Regions from separate parts of the Anser cygnoides genome. Here region 1 is linked to region 2. A link is a contact called in public Hi-C data. All regions are on one chromosome and are shown on one strand. The core of a region is the stretch at or near the end of the contact, and the rest is flanking DNA. Distances in the headings are between cores, read along the strand shown.

The links. Hi-C and Micro-C count contacts between places; a contact is called where the count stands out from the background.
Region 1: a contact with region 2 is called in a Hi-C map of liver, with 2.5 times the contacts expected there. The contact joins the promoter of LOC106044628 here to the promoter of SSU72 in region 2. A contact is called at or near these places in 4 of 7 Hi-C or Micro-C datasets (granulosa cells and liver).

What each region holds. Positions count from the first base shown.
Region 1 is chr23:6,198,723-6,202,075 of Taihu_goose_T2T_genome, forward strand. It overlaps LOC106044628 (cyclin-dependent kinase 11B), which reads right to left and starts at 1,886. Exons shown (of 19, transcript XM_048067517.2): 1 at 1,796-1,886; 2 at 1,566-1,698; 3 at 780-895; 4 at 140-264. The coding sequence starts at 1,676. It overlaps SLC35E2B (solute carrier family 35 member E2B), which reads right to left. Exons shown (of 11, transcript XM_066982232.1): 11 at 2,136-3,353.
Region 2 is chr23:6,062,440-6,065,515 of Taihu_goose_T2T_genome, forward strand. SSU72 (SSU72 homolog, RNA polymerase II CTD phosphatase) reads right to left here and starts at 1,629. Exons shown (of 5, transcript XM_048067551.2): 1 at 1,469-1,629. The coding sequence starts at 1,548.

The DNA of each region.
Region 1 (3,353 bases), core at 636-3,135, 140 kb after region 2:
CGCAAATTTAACTTCCTTTGTCTTATCCGAGTGTTTTCTCTGGTCTGTTAATTGTTATTTACTGTCTATATAGTGCCTGTTCAGCTCGACCTCAGAAAGCTACAAGAAGCATCAGGCAAACACGTTAATTAACACTCACCTTCTGCTGAGTGACTACGATGTCTACGCTTCTCTTTCCTCTTTTCATCTTTTCTATGATGGGTTTTTTCTTTCCGTGACATTTGCTGGGGGGGTTTTATAGCCAAAGAATCATCTTCTTCTCCTCTACAACATGAGGCAAATTAATCAGCTCAGGAAGGTTACATGTACTGTCTAACAAATTGTGTTATTTCCTCTTAATTTTAAAAACAGCATTCTTTTCCTATTTTATTAATTAATTTCTATAATACCCACGAATCAAAGCATTAACAGTAAATTACAGAAAATCATAGTCATATGGATGAAAAGTCAATCTATTGTTACACACCAACTTTTAATACACAAGCAAACTGAGGATGAATTAAGCATCGAAGAGAACTCAGCATGCCTTTAACGACATCTTGAGCAAAATATTTCAGGTAGCAACCAAAACTGGACCACACTACACTGTTAAGCCTGAATCAGCCCTTCAAAGAGATATCTGGGCATCTCCTGGTAACAGGAGATAAGATAGAACATCAACATCCTCAAAAAGTTAATTTTTTTCCCATTAAGATACTTTTAAATGCTCTCCTCAGCACTTCCACCATTTCATTTCAGCAACACGTTCTAAGACGAGAACTCTGTTCTCTCATCGTTACCTATCTTCCATGGAGTCTTCCCTCCTGTAAGGTGAATTTCTGATCGTTATTTCCATGCGGTGATCTCTCAGCTCCCCCTCTTCAAGAGAATCCCGCTTCGAATCCCTATCATCCGACTGCCAAACAAACACAAGAAAGGGGAAAAACAGAATGGAAGTAATTTGTATGTCACAAAGAACAATAAAATAGTACTCAACTCTTCCATTTTTGGAAGAAAAATCTCCAGCTGTACAGCACGCTGACTTACGAGAGATTTTTGTAGTGTAAGCAGCTAAACACAGCTAGATTACATTTATAACAGTTCAGCTGTAATCACAACGTAATTAGACAAGATCAAACAACTATTAAGCGGTTATATTAACTAGTGTTATTTTTTAACGCAAAGATACTCCGTATAAAGTTGTAGAAAGTAATGTAAAAGTTATTTGAGAACATTTAACTCCATTTTTCTACAAAACCTCTTAAAAGGCTTTTAGGCGAAGTGCCACTGCCATTTAATTGTTGGTTTTTTTTTAATTTTTCTAACAAACAACCACGAAATGAAGAAATATAATAATTATTAATATATATTAGCGTTATACGCAATTATTGTATAAAATAACGATATTAATGACACGTATAACATAAGAGATGAAATGAAATCCTAGGAAAACGGTGTTTTCTGTCAAGCTTTGGCACGGGGGGGCAGAGATCACACACGAAGCGTGCGTACGAGCCCGGAGGATCCCCCCGGATCACCGAGACCCCCCCCGGATCACCAAGGATCCCCCTCCCCTGTCAGCTTACGTTCTTCATGCGCTTTATCTCTGCCTTCTCCTCCTGCTCCTTCCTCCGCTTCTTCTCCTGCAGAATCTCATCTAAAGTTTTCACTTTCCAAGAATCCTTTTCATCACCCATTGGGGTTTAAGAGCCCAAACCCCTGCGAATAAAGCACAAAAACCCCGCTCCGTTACCGAGCCCCTCAGGCCCCGGCCCCGGCCCCCCCCCAACCCCCTCAGCTCCCCCCCCCCGCTCACCGCCGCCGCTGCCGGGCCCCGGGACGAGCAGCGCCACGCGAGCGCGTCACTTCCGCCCGCCGCGGCCGGCTGATGACGCACACGGGAGGGGGGAACACGGGAGCCGCGAGGGGCCGCGTGGGGAAGGGCTGGCGGCGCCATTTTGACGCCGGGCTGCGGGGCAGCGCGGGTCGCCAAGGAACAGGCGAAGCGCCGGCTTCCCGTAGCGCTTCAGCCCCCTCAACCTACTTAGTTTTTAAATAAATACCCAGCCCGCTTAACGCTTTTTAAAAAATACCTAGTAAATGGCTGCGCGTGTATCATTCTTGAGGACCGTCCTTAGAATTACATTTAAAAAAAAGCACACAAAACAATGAATTTTATTGTTCCTTCGAGTAAGGCATGATTCCAAAGATTACTTAAGTCACATAACGGCAACAGAACTAATACGAGGAGAATTTACAGCAATCCAGTGTGACAAGAGCAGTTCCTAACCAGTTCCCCACATAAGACCATACACAGCTAGAACTTGAAACACTTACATTAACATGGTTAAGGAACTTAACCATAAAGAGAGATTACAATACATCACATCTCAGGAAATACTATATACAACTTCTTTATTGTCCATCTTTTGAGCTAGGAAATAATGTCATTTAAGGACCATAAACCACTGCAGGTAGCATCTCACACTGTGTACGTTCTGCAACAAACACTTGCGTTAGCTCAGCAGTGGAGGCCTGAAGAAACAGAATTTCACCTTGTTTCTTTGTTTTTGAAAAGTGACACATCCTCTTCCCCAGAACGTAATTGCTGAAATAATACAAGCCTAATGTTACTGTTTGTAAAACCTGCAGCAATCCTGCTCATTACCTACAGTCATATTGAATTAATTAGGTATGTATATGCTGAGAGTTGCATGGAATTCCAGAAACAGAGCTCTGTATCCAATCTGATGCACAGATGTTCTGCTGCAGTGGCTAAAAATGTTCTTCCACTACTTTGTGGATATGTTTTTGTTCTTGGAAACTTGAAGTTTTCCGTGGTTTCCAAGAGGAAGGCTAATTAGAGAACTGTTGTTGAAGGTTTATACATCTCAAAGGCCTGCCTTTTAACCCAGACAATGACCAGAATCCAAGAGCTTCTGTGCAAAGTAGTCAACTCCTCTTGTTTTATTAGATGACGTGTGAAATTGAAGACTGATATAACAAAATATCTCCTACCACTTGCACAACAGTTTAAAGCATCGTATTAAGGAAGGTGTGCTGTTGCTACAAGAACATACTTGGCAAACGTAAAACAAATAATCCATATAACTCTTGGTCATGGAGCTTGTCTTGATTAGTGCACAACTTTCAGGAATGTGGCTGTGCTAAATGCAAGTAGGATCGTAGAGTGTTACTGGAGAGGAATTTCCAAAAGAAATTGGGCAGTATGACTGCCATCAGAGAAAGCATTTAAAAGGCAGAGCTCAGGCATAACACTGTAACAGATTCTCAACATGGAAAAAAAATGGTCCTTTTCACCAAACAGGAGGAACTGCTAAGAGTCACTAATGTGACTGGGGAAAGAAAAGGTC
Region 2 (3,076 bases), core at 379-2,878:
TTTATTTTGATATGTTTCCTAGCATAAATATTTTCAAGAAAAAAGCCTACTGCTATCTTGAGCCACACATTGCAAAACTTTGTTTATGAATGTTGATGTAGATGTTCCAACACCGATGGCTGGACTCCAGATTTTTGTTTTCAAACAGTCACCTGTGGTTCCGTAGTGTTTGTGCCCGTTCAAGTTTCATAATCCCTTAACAAAATACTTTGAAGTTATAATACCTCACTTTCTATGCTTTAAACATTTCTTCCGGACTGTTTTTCCTCTTTTGGTCACATGTTGTTTTTTTCCAAAGTGCAGTGCCACATACAGCAGGACAGCCTGGCAAAATGGACTAGCTTTGATCCAACGCAAACTGTTTCTGAAGCTTACAGGCAAGCAATCATTCTCCTTGCAGAGACTAGTTATATCTTTGGAACAGCATCAGCAGTTCAGCTCTATTTTGCCAGCTATGCTATTCCAAATTACATAAGATGCTGCTGCTTACAAACCTTTACAAAATAACTACTTTTTTTTTTTTATAATAAAATCCTAAGGGAGAAGAAACTTTCAAAAAGAACATCAGTCACAACGGAAGTGATTTATTTCTTCTGCAAAAACAGAGGGGAAGAAAAAGGCTGGATATTAGAAGTAAATTTAATCCCCACCCCAAGCGCTCCGGTTTTGGTTACCGCTCAGTTCCAGCGTTATAACTAGCAGAAAACCCACAGAAAAGCAGCAGCCCTTCCCCACCCCAGCTCAAAGCACGTACTGGTCCCATCGTGTTTGGAGGCGCGCCTCAGGTAACATCTGACGCCAAGTTTAAGCATTTGCTGCATCAGATGCTTACAGTAAGATGGCTGCCAGACCAGATGTTCCTATTATTTAGCCCTTTCACGTCTTTTTTCCCTGTTTTAGTTAAAATGTAAAGCGCAATTTACACTTCGTTGTTTGACTCGCTGTGCTAGTGATGTGCCTCATCTCGTGTAGATGCTGACTTTGCCTAGTTTTAACCGAAAAAGAAGACTTTATCACGGTGCTCAGGGAGGGTTCAGGCCCACGGTTCCCGGCAGATCAGGTCCCTCCTGCCTGTCCACCCGTGTCACCGCCTCCCTCTCCCATCTCCCCTTCTGCCTTTAGCCAAACTGGAAGCACTTGCAGGGCTGAAGAAAGGGACCCTCACAGCCTCAGCATCGCTTCACGCTCTGAACCAAGCACCATTTAGCCAAATACTTCACCCGGTGTTCCTGCAAAGGGAAAGCGCTCCCTGTCAGTGCCTACAGCGGCTCCAATCTTCACGCTCGTTATTTAAAAAATAAAACGACGTTAAAAAGAGGCAGCTGGGCGTTAAAACGCCGAGCCCCGGGGGCTGTCGGCCGCGTTTCGCAGCGCTGGACGCGGAGCTCCGTTGTGCGCCGACCGGTGCAGGCCCCTCGGCCCCGGGCCCGCGGGGAAGGAGGCGGGCGGGCGGGCAGGCCCCGGTTACCTGAGGATGTTGTGCGCCTCCATGCTGCGGTTCTGGTTGCTGGAGCACACGACGGCCACGCGGAGCGGCGAGGACGGCATGGCGGCGATGCGCGGCCCGGCCCGGCCCGGCCCCGGCGGCGGCTCCTCGCACAAAATGGCGGCCGCGGCGCGGCGGGGGGCGGGGCCCGTGCGTGTCGCCGGGTGGGGCCGGCGCCTGCCACGGCGAGGAGGGCAGGGCAGCGCCGGGCACGGAGGAGGGGAAAGCGCGATGTGGAGGACTCGGCCCCTTGTTTAACGCACGCAATTTCCACTCAAACCGCGGGGACTGGGAGTAGGGAGCGACGGGGAGGGATCCCCCAGCGCTCCGTTTGGGTTAATGACGTGATTCCCGGCGCTGTTCCACACGGAACGCCTCGGTTGCTGCCCCTCCTTTTTCCTTCTCTTTAATTCCAGTTTTATGTGGTACACAAATGTGGGGAGCTACGCTTCCTGCAGGTAGCTCACATCAGGAGCCGCGGCTTCCGATAAGTTCCGAGCCTGAGCCTTTATTTCCTTGACACCGGACTCCAAGATAAAAGCTCTCAAGAACTTTTTAAGATAAGGGTAGGGAATAAGGTTAGGATAAGGTTGTGGCCATATAACATCAACTGACCTCGTTTGTAATTCATCAGGTGTCTCATCTTCGCTTCCTGCTCCTCCAGCCCTCCATACAAAAGTGAAATTCCGCACATGAAATGTCCGGAGCCTACTCAAAAGGCCCAGAAAGCTCTACAGTTTATCCACTGACTAAATTGCTTTTGGAAGGTCTCGATACAAGCTTTAGCTTCAAATCTTTCTCTTAAAAGAATGCAAGAGAATTTGGAAAAATAGTAACAGCTGCTCCTATACTGACTGACTCCATCACTGCCCAAGGCCTGCACCACACCACAATGAAAACTCTGGTCTTCCCAAAACTCCCAGACCGCGGTTCAGCCTTTCCAAACTAAAAAGATCAGGGAAAAGTGTCACCTTCGTGAGCCAAGGCACCCTTCATGTGATGAGGACACCAAGGGGAAATTCATGTGTCAGCGCTTGAGCCCTGTCATTTACCAGCCTCTCCCGCCTCTGTTAAGAGGGATCATACTTTTGATCAAAAATGCCTATACAACAAAATTTTGTTTACGTACAACAACCAACTCATTAGGACACTCATCCCAACAGCAAAGCTGTGAGCCGCTCACCCTTTTGTGACGAGCCCTTGAATGTAGAAGCAGCAGGAGGATGGCTGTGGTAGCTTTGACCCCAGCAGGACCACTTGGAAGGCAGGCAGGGAATAGGCTCAGCACTCAGCACCTACTGGTTTTTGACACATCACACAACTCTTACCAGGAAATTCATTTCCATTTGTGCATCTGTCTTCCTCTCTGGAAATCTGTTCTAGTTTAGAAGGAATTTCACTGGTGCAAATCTGCATTTCATGCTGCATTTTCATCTTCTAAAAGCAGAATCTACAAGACATTCTTCAACTTCAGTGTGCTGATATATTACCCACAACCGCCATGAATTCCATTACACAGCCAGGGGCTCTTAATGATTTATATTTAGTTCTTCTACAGTTCTGAGGAGTCTCAGGCACACATATATATAC